Regions from separate parts of the Rattus norvegicus genome. Here all the other regions are linked to region 3. The links are chromatin contacts, called in public Hi-C maps. All regions are on one chromosome and are shown on one strand. The core of a region is the stretch at or near the end of the contact, and the rest is flanking DNA. Distances in the headings are between cores, read along the strand shown. Region 1 overlaps Aopep (aminopeptidase O). Region 2 overlaps Aopep (aminopeptidase O). Region 3 overlaps Aopep (aminopeptidase O).

Region 1 (4,268 bases), core at 1,014-3,513, 170 kb before region 3:
GCTCTGAGTCTGGCCCGCTGCCATGGCTGTTTTCCTTTCTCGAGATATCCAGTCAGTTCTGTTTTTCACCAGGCAGTAAGAGCTGCCTTCGCCTATCGAAGGAAAATGCTGCAGTCCTCCCATAGTCAGTACAGGCCACTTAGCCAAAGTCCCTTGGATCTAGCCCACAGACCAGACCCGTTCAACCAAATCCACTTAGTCCAGTTCAGTCCAGTCTGACCTGGGTTGACTCCTGAGAGAGTTTGAAGGTGCGGGACACTTGAGGAATGGAGAATATGGAGGGAGCTGGTCATCGGGGGAGAGGGCAAGGACAAAGAAGACAAAGGAGCAGACAGCAGCTAGGTCTAGAACATGCACGCCTGACACATACACTCTTATTTCAGTCTTGCTAAATTAGTAAAGCAGAAACATGCACAGTGGGGCACGGAAAGGACACATGTGTTAACTTGCTTATGGCCCAGTAGACATTTTTAATTTTGTTTTCCTTTTTATTTTATTTTGAGACAGATCTCTTTACACAGCTCTGGCTGTCCTGGAACTATATAAACCGGGCTGGCCTTAAACTCAAGCCTTTGCCTCTTGAGTGCTAGCTATTAAGGTATGAGCCAGGCTCAGCAGCTTATCAGAATCAACAGTGAGGGACCTATTGAAGGTCCCACCAGCAACAGGATCAAGTCCTAGCACCAGGCTTGGGTTGAATGCTCACCTCAGTGATCCCTAGGTTCTGTGCCTTTCGGGTTGCACTCTAATGCCTTTGGGTCACAGACCTGGACTGCTCACCTGGCCCTTCACGGTGCCCACCTTTCTTGTCAGACACTTCTCCCAGGTATGGGAGGGAAAGTGCATGTTGGGGCTGGACCTGGGAAAAAGGGGTGGGGACACCCACACAAACACATGTCTCTGGGCACACCGGATGTCCTTGCACTCCTAGAAAGAAAGGCCATCCAATTCAGCTTCAAGTTCTTTAAAATCACTACCCACATTATCTAGGAAGAAATTCAGGGGCGGCTTTTCCAGTAGGCCTACTGGGGCACAGCGGAGACCTGGTTGGGGGAGAGCTGTGGTGGAAGGTGGAGGCCTCTGTGTTTTGTTAGCCTCCCGGGTTTTAGAGACGGTCACTGCTTCAGATTGATCGTGGCAATACCAAGTACTCAATAGCAACGTCTCCCCCTTTCCACGTGTGGCTGGTCTTATTTCCAGTTTAATAACTATACCTACAAACATTCGTTCAAGCGCTAGGCACACCAGAAGGCTTTTCACTCTTTAGCTATTTTATGATCTCATTCATTAGTCACAAACCTTTTAAAGAAACCTAAGTTGTGAGAGAACCACAATCACAACCTGCCTAGCATGTAAGGTACGGCTCCAGATCCATTGCTTAGAAGACTTGTTTCTTACCACTGCTCAACTGAGTTGACACACACAGCTTGCTCTTTAGAGGCTGGGAGGGGGAGCACTTCTCACACAGTTTGGGCCCTTGCATGTCCGCAGCAATATGCCTAGCTAGTTCTTTCGCCAGGTCTCTTCCAAGTGGCCCCGAGTGTCCTTAAGTGCATACTGAAACTCCACATCACCATTACTGTGAGCTCTGTGCACGTTCTCAGATGCCTGATGCCCATACTAAGGCAACACAGAAGCTGGCAGCATAGCTATCAGCAAGGATTTGGCTTCAGAGCCCAGTGATTCATCATCTATCCCAGCGGCAGAACAACACACCGCTATTTTGGTCCCTTAGTGCTATAACCCCCCCCACACCGGCCCAACTGCAAAAGTATATTTAAGCAAAATTGACAAAACCAAAACATGTCATTAACATTTGTCCCCTTTTCAGTAAGTAAGAAAAGGGGCTAATGGGCTACTCACCTGATTTCAAAATATTTATCACAAGTTTCAACCCCACGCATTCATGACGGGAAGCAGCAAGCAAAGTCTACAAAGTAACTATTAAAATTCCAAATTCAGGAGGTAGAATGCTGAGTGAAAAGGAAAATTGGTCCTGGCGTGTCTGAAGTTGCCCACTTCTCACACAGCCGGTCGCCAGTTCCCACAGGATTCCTGGTAGGGGTTTGGCTCTGTGGGCCCATGTGCTGATGCCTGCCTGTGGGGGTCTGCCTGGAAGAAGCTTTCGTTTCTCGGGGGCACCCCTGCAGTGTAAGGAGCACGTGACAGGCCCCCATCCCGGTCAAGTCGGACACCACTGTTATCTGTTTCCCACACTGGTAAAGCTTTCTTGCAGAAAGCACAAACTCCCCATCGCTAGCAGACACCGAATCTTGGGCACCAGGCAGCACACAGGAGCTCCTCCCAGCAGCACTCTCCAGGGCCTCCTACCTTTTCAAAGGCGGCTTCACGTTTCCTTCGTTGGCGTTTTCCGGGTCTTCGGTTCACTCGAATCCATTTGGCCACCTGAAGTCAAAACCCAACAGCATTTAAAGCAGGCCGAGATACCGGTGTCCACCTCACCTGAGCAGCAGGCACTGCTGTCACCTCTGCCCACCACACTTACCTCGGAGCCCACTTGCCGTACCAGCCTACTCGGCGAGCAGTCCTTGGCCTTGCGCTCCTCCTGCAGTGCCTGCGGGGAGAACAAGTCAAGTTCACGGAGCCCAGAGCCACAAGCGCGACACCTCGGCAGGCGGGCGGGCGGGCGGGCGGGCGGGAGAGCGAGCAGGCGGGCTGGCGAGGCGGGAGCGGGCGGGGCGGGGCCTGCCTTAAAGGTGTAGGCGCCCAGGTCCTAGCTGTTATTGTTCTCAGAAAGTACCCTCTGCCTGGACCTGCTCCCGGACTCACCTCGCCCCACAGATCCATCCACCCATCCACCCACCCACCCACCTATCCACCCGTCCCACCCACCTATCCACCCGTCCCACCCATCCATCCATCCATCCATCCATCCATCCATCCATCCATCCATCCATCCATCCATCCATCCATCAATCCCCCGGTGTAGTCTGAGGCTCAGGTTGCAGGTTGGAGGGACCCTGAACCGGGGATTCCGAGGGGAAGCAACTTTTCTACCGGCACCACCAAGGTGGCAGGTGGCAGGTGAAATAGGGAGTCCCTTATTCACGCGTCACCATGGACCTGAAAAGGGGGCCCTCCTGTTCCACACCTAAGGATGGACTTGCCCCATGTTCCTCCGTCCCTCTGCACCAGCCGGGCTGAGGAGAGGCTGGCTGACTCTGCTGCCCGACTCTGCTGCCCTTTAACTTTATCACATTTCTTAAAAAAAAAAAAAAGTCTGTCGGGCCCTCTTTATTGCTACTCCATCCTTCTTTCAAGATCAAAAGGTTTAGATCAAAGGCAAGATCAAACTCCGGACTTTAAATAGAAGCAACTTCGCCATGGAGTACTTTACACAAAGAGGAGTTGCTTAATGAGACACCAGAATGGAAAACTTTATTGTACCCTCCATTCCCAAACACAACCGGACCCTCATGTGGCCACTAAAGATGGCTATGTCCTAAAATAGACAACAGGCCTGTTGGGGATTCTTAGTAGTGTTTACATTTCCAGATATGTAAACCAAACAAAACCAACAAAACAAAACTCTAGAACATAAGCAGATGCAGTCAGCTCTGTACCTCACTGTCTAGGTGCAAAAATGCATACCCACTTGCTAAGTACTTAACACGTATTAAGATGACCTTACACACGTGTACAACCATCGCATCCGATTTTGTCCTGCTTTAAGGGGAATGCATAGAAATACTTAATGCTTTGGAAAGCGGGGAAGCACACACATATAAACAGATAAAAATCTTTATACATTACATTATGCAGATCTACTTAATTTTAAACAGAAAGAAAACTTTGAATTATTCAAGCTTTATGCTACTCATGATTCCAGAATCAATATATATCCATCCTGGCAGACACTGCCTTTGATCATTAATTTTTCCCCTTGGGTGTTTACCATAAGAATACTAACAAACAGTTCAATACAAAGAGTTTATTAATAGTAAGAAATAACTATTACAAATTAAGTTTTAACACAGACATCTACAAGAATCTGTTATGGCTGGATAGTATTTAAAGTACGTAAAGGTTCTTTCCCTCCTTGGTCCAGTTTTCATTTCACTGTAATCTCAAATCACATGCGTATGTGAAATTGTTCTCAAACCCATAACTCCCATGGAGCCACCGGTAATAATCTTAGGTTCAGACATCTAGAACTCTGGCCCCACCAAACAGCCCTTTTCACCCCTGCCCAGCACTGGGAATGCACAAGAGCTCTGACTTAGACTGAATGGTGCCCTAATGTGTAC
Region 2 (4,650 bases), core at 630-3,129, 200 kb before region 3:
TTGCTAGGTACCACTGTCCCACTGCTACCCAGTGTGGCTGTCTCGATTTACAGGGTTGACCCCATCTTTCATTCCAGTGTGGGCATTTTATACCCTGGATCAACTCTGAAAAATTCAAGAATATTCATGCAAGGGGAAGAAATGAACAACTTGGGGGGGGGGGGCACAGAAAGGGGCTTTGGGCTTTTAGGCTACATATTCCTGTTTTGCAAACCTCAAGGGTATGGAGGCTGTATTGGACCAGCATTTGTTATAAGGAAGAAGCTGCTCTTTGCGATGTGCGTGCAACATATGGGACAGGAACCTCACCAAGTCTCCCTATCCAAAGCCATGCTCCACACACAGTGACCAAGCAAGTCAGGAACAAACACTGGCAAGTACGGAGGCCACCCCCCACCCCCATACAGGAAGCCTAAGAATGGCCCCGAAGTGCTCAGGTCTTCGGTCCATAGTGAGCTCCAGGCTGGATGCAGGGCAGGTATGGCCTGCAACCACAAAGCCCGGGCTAGGAAATTCAGGAAGTCTTTGTGCTGCCGTGGAATGCTCAATCAATAGTGAGGTGTGGGTTTAAGGCTGTGCAGTCTCTTCCTCATCAAGAACGCTAGTGACCCCAAGACAGCTGCCACCTAAAATCACAAGGGCACCAAGTCACTGCTAAAATTTTCACAAAAATAAAACTGCTCAGCTTCTGGCCAGCTTGTGTCTCACTTTGCATAGGTACAATGGGCCCATTTAGAAAAGTCCCCATTGTTTTGTTGAAGTGTTAATGCATTCTAAGTGCTCTGATTATTTTTATCCCCGAGGAGACCTTCCTTCTCCCACAGATCCTAACGGAACTACATGAATTATCTTGAAAACTACCAATTTTTTTTATCCTTTTTAAAGAGAAAGAAATGAAGCTAGTTTTCCTTAAGAGAAATTTTTCCTACGTAATTAAATTACATAACTGAGTTTTTAAAAGAGAAACTTTAAAAACAAGGCACCACGGCACTCACTCTCATTTCTCACCATCACTTTGCTGTCAACACGACAACTAAAACGGTCATTATTCCAAAGTCAGGCAGGACTCTAGTTTACACAATACATGAATCAATACACCACAGCCCAACCCCTAAATGTGTGCAATTATTAAGTGCCAACGAAAACAAATAATCTGAAAAAAGAGTGACTGCAGATCCCTCAAAGTGAGGAGACCCAGAAATTACTCACTTTATAATCACTCACTTTAACACCACAAGCTGAGAACCACTTCCCCTGCTCATCTCCAGCTTAGCTTCTTAACTCAGACCTTTGCGAGGAATGACCACGGCCGAGGCAGAAATACAAGGAACACACTGTGCACCGCAGGGCAACGCAAACAAATGCCGTCAAAGTCAAGGAAGAGTGCGTCCTTTGCTCTGATCTGAGTTTCCATCTGAGCAGAGCTGTTCAGAACCTCAATTTAACCTGCTGACCATTCCTAGACAAAGGCAGAACCAGCCACCTTGCCGCTGTTTTCGTCCTGGAGTGTCCTTCAAGCTTTCCGTGCCGCAGGGTAGGGAGTCTCTTTGCGGATCTTTTCTCCAGGACAAGCCAGAAACTATAATCCCCGTAGCCCTGGAATGCACTCCGGGTAGAAACGCCCTCATCCCGATGCCCTGGAACGCACCCTGAGTAGAGACGCCTTCAACAAGGGAGAACAAAGCAGCAAAATCCCCGATAGGGTGCAGGGGAATACAAGGGAGCCGTGATCTCCTTACCTTGACCTGGGACCTGCACCTGCGTGTACTGGCTGATAAGGGCCGCTTGCCCCGCCCCCTCTGTGCTAGCCAATCCACAAGGCTGCCCCGCCCTGACAGCCCCGCCCCCCGCAATTCCACTAATTAGATGTTCGCCTCCCGCCCGGCACTTACACAAGATGCAGACCAGTCCCAGTACTGCCTGTGATTCAAATGGGAACAAAGGCGGGCTTAACACGGCACTTTTCCTACAATTCACTAAGGTGAGGCCCCCTCATTACACTGGGCTTAACCTCCAGCAAAGTAGAGTCCCATGAACACTTCCGGTGAAGATCTTTCCAGCTATAACAGGGATGTAAAAGCAACGGTTGAAAAACAGTCTGTTTTTTCCCCGCGGAGCAAAAAAAAAAAAAAAAAAAAAAACCGCTCCTGGGTCACCAGGAAGCAACGTGCAGGACTAGGAGGGAGGGCAGAAGAGGAATAAGCTGCCTAGCCGGTTTCTAGTAAACAATCTGCATAATTGCTAATTAGGAGTGTGGGGGTGGGGGCGACTGCCGACCTCTCACTCCAAATCCTTAACAACAGTTACCTGAAAGAGGAAGGGGAAAGAGATAAAGAGATGCCAGAATAAGTTTCTTGGGTTTGCCACAAGCTCTGATGAGAAGAAACACTCCCAGGACACACCACTGGCAGTCTGGTCACGAGGATAAATCCGAACAACAGAACCACTCCACCACGGTCCCTAGTGCTGCCTCTTCAAACGTGATTACCGCTGTGAGCACAGTTAGGTTCCAGGAAGGAGAAGCTGGCATTTGAAGATACATCGTCACAAACAAAACCATAAGGATTTCCCCCCCAAACAAGCAAAATACATCTGGCAGAAACCCATTAACAATTTTAAGTATTAAAATTTCACTCCAGTTTTAGATGCTGAGTGAAATTTCGGGGACTAGAACCATACCCATAAAATATGCGTACAGAAAATATGGCATCGCATGAAGGCTGCCTGGTACCTGCCACATGCCAGTCTTAGTTTGATCTAAGTCGTCTGCACCCTTTTAGAACTGTCCCCAAGCTTACAGGGTGTATTTGTGCGAAGCGTTTTTATTTTATTTTTAAGTTTCAGGCAATGAACTACTGTCTGGGAGGAAGAAATAAAAACCTTGACCCTAAACAACCTGGCACAAATACATTATACAAGTCTTTCAGTGGGACCCACCCACAATAGACTTTAAAATTTTTAATTTTTTGTTAATTACAGTTTCTGTCTCCTTCCAGGCTTTCACTAGGGTATATTCCAGTTTCAGATGAGGGGTCTAACAGTCTAACGGTACACGGCTATGGAAAATTAATACAGCATTTTATTTTCTTACAAAACACCATTTTTGTTTAGCAGCTAAGCACAGTTTAAACCTTAAGTGTAGCAATCATTTTAAGTCTTTTTAAAAGATGTATGCAAAGAAACAGACAAAAACCAAAAACACAAATAATTTCTAGATTAAACAGTATAAAGAAATAGTTAAAACAAATGCAAACCAAAGTCAGCGTATCTAACTCTGCTCAATGCTTTAATACCAAAAACCTGGAGGCTGGGAAATAAAGACACAGAAGGAACTCCCAAACACCTGCTCTCTCAGCCAATAAACAGTAAACAACTAGGTCAGGGAGACCACCCCTTTGGAGAAAAATAGTTCCCCCAGACTCATCTTTTCCAAATTCTTCAGTCAAGATTTAGAAATCAAAGTTTTGGCTAAATTAATCTCCTTTTGGGCAAGACAGAACACTTCTTTATTAAGAATGTTAATATTTTAAATAACACGGATCATTAAAAATCATAATTCCTCAAAGTAGTTTTCAGTTTGAAAACTGAAGGCAATATAAATGCATAACAAAGAGGCACGGGCGAGAGGCTCTGCAGAACTCCCCAGAACGTTCCTGTAAAGATCAACTTTAAGCAGCCTTGCGCCAATGCTCAGGGTTTGATTTTAAAAGCAAGTCTGTAGGAGACTGAACTCTCACCACCAATTAAGAGTAAGCTTCCGTCTGGTCCGGTCCCTAGGGCAGTCTCGCGGCAATGCAGGGGCATCTCAACGTTCTTAGTGTTATCTGTTCAAGCTATTTTAAAAATAATTTTTACTTCCCTTGATGGTAGTCAAACCAAAGGGTTGGTCCATGCCACTTTTAAATTTTTTTTTTTTAAAGAACGAGTCCGGGACCTTTCCCCGCAGGTTGGGCGCTCTCTCTCTCTTCCCAGGCTACCTGCATATCCCAGTCATCTCGTTTAAGCGGCTGCGGAGAGTGCAAGACAAAAAAATAGAAGCCAGTGGTCCTGCTAGAGGAGGCCGTGGCTGTGATGTGGCACGTCCGAAAGTGGGAGCACCTCAAACAGAGCCTTGGGGGATCAGGTAGCCCAGTCCAGCCCTGCCTCAGGAACCTGCGAGCCTTCCCAGCACAGCTCCAGTGCTGACACAAACCACTGATTAGGGAACTGGGTCTGAGGCAAAACCCAACATTCAAATGTAGAGACAAGGACCTGCCTCTGTGGTTCTGAGGACTCACTTTGGTTCTCTGTGTGAACGCGCAAAGGCCAGGCATCCCTTTCTCCAACAGTCACACTCTGGGATGTGAGCGGCAGGCAGCACCTTTAAGCCGGGTCCTTCCCCTTTCCAGCCTCCCTAGGGGCCTCACACCCCCAGCTGTTTGCTATGGCAGAACTCTGGAATCGCGGCTGGAAAGACAGTTAGCAGTCTCCCCCGTCAAGGCAGAGCTCTGGTTTTCTGGGTTTTATCCTCAGTCATTTCAGTCGGCACCTCTCCTATTTCACCAGCTAAGAACTAACTGTGGCAATTGCATCTGCTGGGATTTCCTGAGCTCCGGGAAACCTGGGATGTCTTCTCTCCTCAAGCTCTCACCCAGCATTGGAGTAATATAA
Region 3 (4,100 bases), core at 1,544-4,043:
CAAGATACAATTCACAGATCATAGGAAGCTCAAGAAGAAGGAAGACCAAAATATGGATGGATCAGTCCTTCTTAGAAGGGGTAACAAAATACTCATGGGAGGAAATACAGGGACAAAGTGTGGAGCAGTCATTGAAGGAAAGGCCATCCAGAGACTGCCCCGCCTGGGAATCCATCCCACATGCAGCCACCTAACCCAGTCACTATTGCTGATGCCAAGAAGCGCTTGCTATAGGAGCCTTATAGGGATGTCTCCCGAGAGGCTCTGCCAGAGCCTTACTGATACAGATGAGGATGCTTGCAGCCAACCATTGGACTCAGCACAGGGATCCCAATGGAGGAGTTAGAGAAAAAAAACTGCAGGAGCTGAAGGGATTTGAAACCCCATAGGAAGAACAACAATATCAACCAACCAGACTCCCCAGAGCTCCCAGGGACTAAACCACCAACCAAAGAGTACACATGGGGGTGGGGGAACCCATGGCTCCAGCTGCATATGTAGCAGAGGATAGCATTGTCTGGCATCAATAGGTGAAGCCCTTGGTCCTGTGAAGACTCATTTCCTCAGAGTAGAGGAATGCCAGGTGGGAGTGGGTAGTGGGAGGAAGAACATCCTCATAGAAGCAGGGGGAGGGGGAAGAGAGAGGGGGGGAACCGGGAAAGGGGATAAGATTTAAAATGTAAATACAAAAACCATCCAGGAAAAAAAATTAAAAAGAAATTTAAAAAAACTATAAAAAATAGCAATCTCTCCTTTTCTTTTGCCTGGCCCTAACCCCATGGCTACTATTGTCTTAACTGAGCTTGCAAAGGAGAGTCCCACACCCAGAAAGAGGATGTCTTTCAGTCTTGAGATACTGATAAATGATAAAATACAACTCAAGTGGGAAGGAGGATTTAGAATGAGGAGTAGGCAGGAAAATCGAAATGCTGTGCCCACCAAGCCTCTCTGCCAGTGCTCAGCATCGACCTTTGACCTGCTCCTTTACTATCTGTCTAGTTTGAGAGACGCCTGGGTGGTCAGGTACTGGAACCACTTCTAAGGTCACCAAGAACTAGAGGGCCAATCACATGATACTTCACCTAGCACTCAAGGTGAGGTGTCGACGGCATTACAGGACACAAGGCGACAGCAATAGGAGGAGTATGTAGAGAAAGTTAGCAGCTACAACACTATGCATCTCAGGTGAGACAGTGAAAGCCACAGAGAGCCTGCTGAAGTCCAGCAGAGACAGCTGAAGCCACCACTGCTTCCTCAAGGTCTTCTCTGAAGTTAAAACAATAGAAAGAATGGTTTATTTGTTTTTTAATGTATTGAAAATCACATTAATTTTTTATTTTATTACTTTGGGGACAATAGGAGCATAGTGAACATTGTCCCACACGACAACAAGTGCCACGAAGACATCAGAATCTGAGCGTCTGTCTGGACGTCTGCACTTGCATTTGTGTCTCAAGAACGGCAGACAGTTTCCTGTTGCACAGCCATGAAGGCTCTGCATTTTCTCTTTTGGAGAGCTTGCTTGGGAGAGACTCTTTCACACCTCAGGCTTTTAAAACAAAACGTTTGGTCGCCCAAGGGAGCATCACAGGGCACACAGACTGCTTGGCCCTCAGGGATCTAGCTCCAAAGGCCTTGGATGATTCATAGAACTCTTAGAAAGCAGCTTCTCAAGAACCTCTGTCTGCATCTTGTTCGAGCCAGCCTTGGGCTGTGGGGGAACTTCCTGTGTCCTGGAAAGGTCTTTTAATTTGGACCATGAGGGCATTTCCAGAATTCTCTCCAGGAATCAAAAGCTCTTCTGTGTTGTTCTTGGGCAGTGCACTGTGAGCCTTGCAGAATCTACCTACACCCAGGGCAGTGCTGCGTGGGCAGCAGGCAGGGCGTATATTCGGAGAGCCTGCCATTTGCACGCAGCCTTCCTTGTAGACAGAATTGGTGAGGGTTTCTTGCTTTCTGTTTTGTTTATTTATTTATTTTATGTATGTGAGTACACTGTTGCTGTCTTCAGACACACCAGCAGAAGAGGACACCATTACAGACAGTTTTGAGCCACCACGTGGTTGCCGGGGATTGAACTCAGAACCTCTGCAAGAGCACTTAGTGCTCTTAACCGCTGAGCCATCTCCCCAGCCACCCAGGGTTTATTTCTTTGCAGTAAACCACGAGTCAGTGCTGGCTCTGGACACTTAGGGTCCAGTTCCTGCTCAGTACCTGCTAGCTAGAGTATGTTAGTATCTCTGGATACCTCACATGTACTAGAGGGACAATCATCATGCCTGCCTCACAGAACCATGTGAGGAATAAAGTGGGTAAGCAGTAGAAGTCATGAGGCACAGTGCTACCACAGCATTTGTCCCTGTCATTGTCACTGGGCTGTCATCATCTGAGCCACTCTGCTCTGCAGCTGCCTCCCCTGGCCGGCCACTCAGGATGACTTTTCTGGAGGCAGAAGCAGGATGTTTGAAGGTATGGCTGCCACATGTGCCCTGAAACCATGACCTGATGAGGCCCATGTTTGGGGTTTAAGGTTGAACGGCATTCAAACGCAGTGCACACAAAGTGGTCCATTTAAAGGAGAGTGACAGCCCAAAGGGGGCATCCTGCATGACTTCATATAGAATGGGCCATTTGGAGACTATTTAAATGCTGTTTACTTTCAGTGAGCTGCCCTCCACGAAATAGACAGTGAATGCCTTCATTTTCCTTTTTATTCGATTCGCTTGTACCCAACCCCCTCACAGGACCAGCTGCAAAACAAAGAAAACACACTGTACTTACATTAGCCCAAAGTTTTTCCTCTGTAGAAGCCAGAAGCCTGTCATTCTCCTGGATGACTTCATAGCCAGGCCTGGACTCATTAACAAGGCAGCAGAAATGGGGGCTGTGGAGATGCCCGACATTAATGGTGCTCCCTTTCTCTGGTTCACCCTCCCGTTTATACAGCTTCTATAACTGTGGGTTTATGAGCCCTCCTCAAACAGAGACCAGAACTCTTTACACTGTTTAACCCTGTACCATTTCTTAAGTTAGAACATATTGGAGGCTTATTTCAATAATCTCACAAGGCTGCTGTGCCATGAGACATCTGTCTTACAAGCATGACAGCAGCTAAAATAAGACCTAAATAAACATTATCATCTTCAAAACAGGACTGAAAATTTCCTTAGAGACAACTGGATTTTGAAAGAATAACAGGACGTGAAAGGGGTTGATTTTCAAATCAAAAGAGATGATCTAAAAGGTTGGTTTTGGCTTCAGATGCATCTCAGCTATGAGTACTCATGTAACTGCACAGAGCTCTGGGTTTAATGCCCATCACACTAAATACGTCACAGTAAGAATTTACTTCTGAAAGTAAGTACACCATGACCTAGGCATGCTAACTAACACCATCACTCCAGTCACTGTTTCATTCACTGCTCTGAAAACTGTCACAGACCAGATCTGGGCACTCTCCTCATAAGGACAGAGTAAAGTACCAGTGAGGAGAGGCAAAGTCAGCCTCGGCTTGGTGGGTAAGAGCAGGGGAGTAGGGGATGTGAGTGTGACTCTGTATCTTACACTTGTGAAAACGTCACTATTTTGAGACAGGCATTTTTATAAAATGAAAAAATTAGAAAAATCAAAGTCCTGAAGTCACATTTTGGTTGTACAAATTAGCAATAATAAGCTAATGTGGTATATGGGTAGTCAAGTCCTGCATACCTGGCACATCACTGAAACTCCAAAGGCAGCTACCACCACAGGCAACCCTACTTCTGCACAGGCAAGAATGCCTGATATTTAAAGAGTTAGTGGCAAAATGTTGTTGTTAAGTTGGCGGAGTTCTTGCCTTGCATATAGGAAAACTAAATTGGTTAAATCCCCAGCACCACTTAAACAGCGCCTGAAAGGCAATGGCAGGACACAAATTCAAGATCATGATTGGCTGCATAGCAAGCTTGAGGCTAGCTTGATCAACGTGAGATCTTGTCTCAATTAAAAAATAACAACAAGAATAAAAATTAATAAACAAAAAACAGTTTAAGGTCAGCCAGATACATGAGATTTAAAAAAGAAATTGTTGTTTTCTCTGAAAATTTAGAAAGACATGCAAA

Evidence for each region. Hi-C and Micro-C count contacts between places; a contact is called where the count stands out from the background.
Region 1: a Hi-C map of Schwann cells shows a contact between it and region 3, with 5 times the contacts expected there. The contact joins two enhancer-like sites.
Region 2: a contact with region 3 is called in a Hi-C map of Schwann cells, with 5 times the contacts expected there. The contact joins two enhancer-like sites. A contact is called at or near these places in 2 of 12 Hi-C or Micro-C datasets (the A7r5 cell line and Schwann cells).

The regions. Positions count from the first base shown.
Region 1 is chr17:1,876,363-1,880,630 of GRCr8, forward strand. It overlaps Aopep (aminopeptidase O), which reads right to left. Exons shown (of 17, transcript NM_001012346.2): 12 at 2,507-2,575; 13 at 2,332-2,406. Among named protein-coding and RNA genes, the nearest start is that of Mir23b, 59 kb to the left of the region's middle. Within about 2 kb of position 2,264, at least 56 of the 93 cell types and tissues checked have an H3K27ac peak or open chromatin away from gene starts, as enhancers often do. A contact at or near this core is called in Schwann cells, where this site is marked.
Region 2 is chr17:1,845,267-1,849,916 of GRCr8, forward strand. The region is part of intron 13 of Aopep (aminopeptidase O); the gene reads right to left. Among named protein-coding and RNA genes, the nearest start is that of Mir23b, 28 kb to the left of the region's middle. Within about 2 kb of position 1,880, at least 54 of the 93 cell types and tissues checked have an H3K27ac peak or open chromatin away from gene starts, as enhancers often do. A contact at or near this core is called in Schwann cells, where this site is marked.
Region 3 is chr17:2,048,433-2,052,532 of GRCr8, forward strand. All of the region lies in intron 3 of Aopep (aminopeptidase O), which reads right to left. Among named protein-coding and RNA genes, the nearest start is that of Aopep, 82 kb to the right of the region's middle. Within about 2 kb of position 2,794, at least 22 of the 93 cell types and tissues checked have an H3K27ac peak or open chromatin away from gene starts, as enhancers often do. A contact at or near this core is called in Schwann cells, where this site is marked.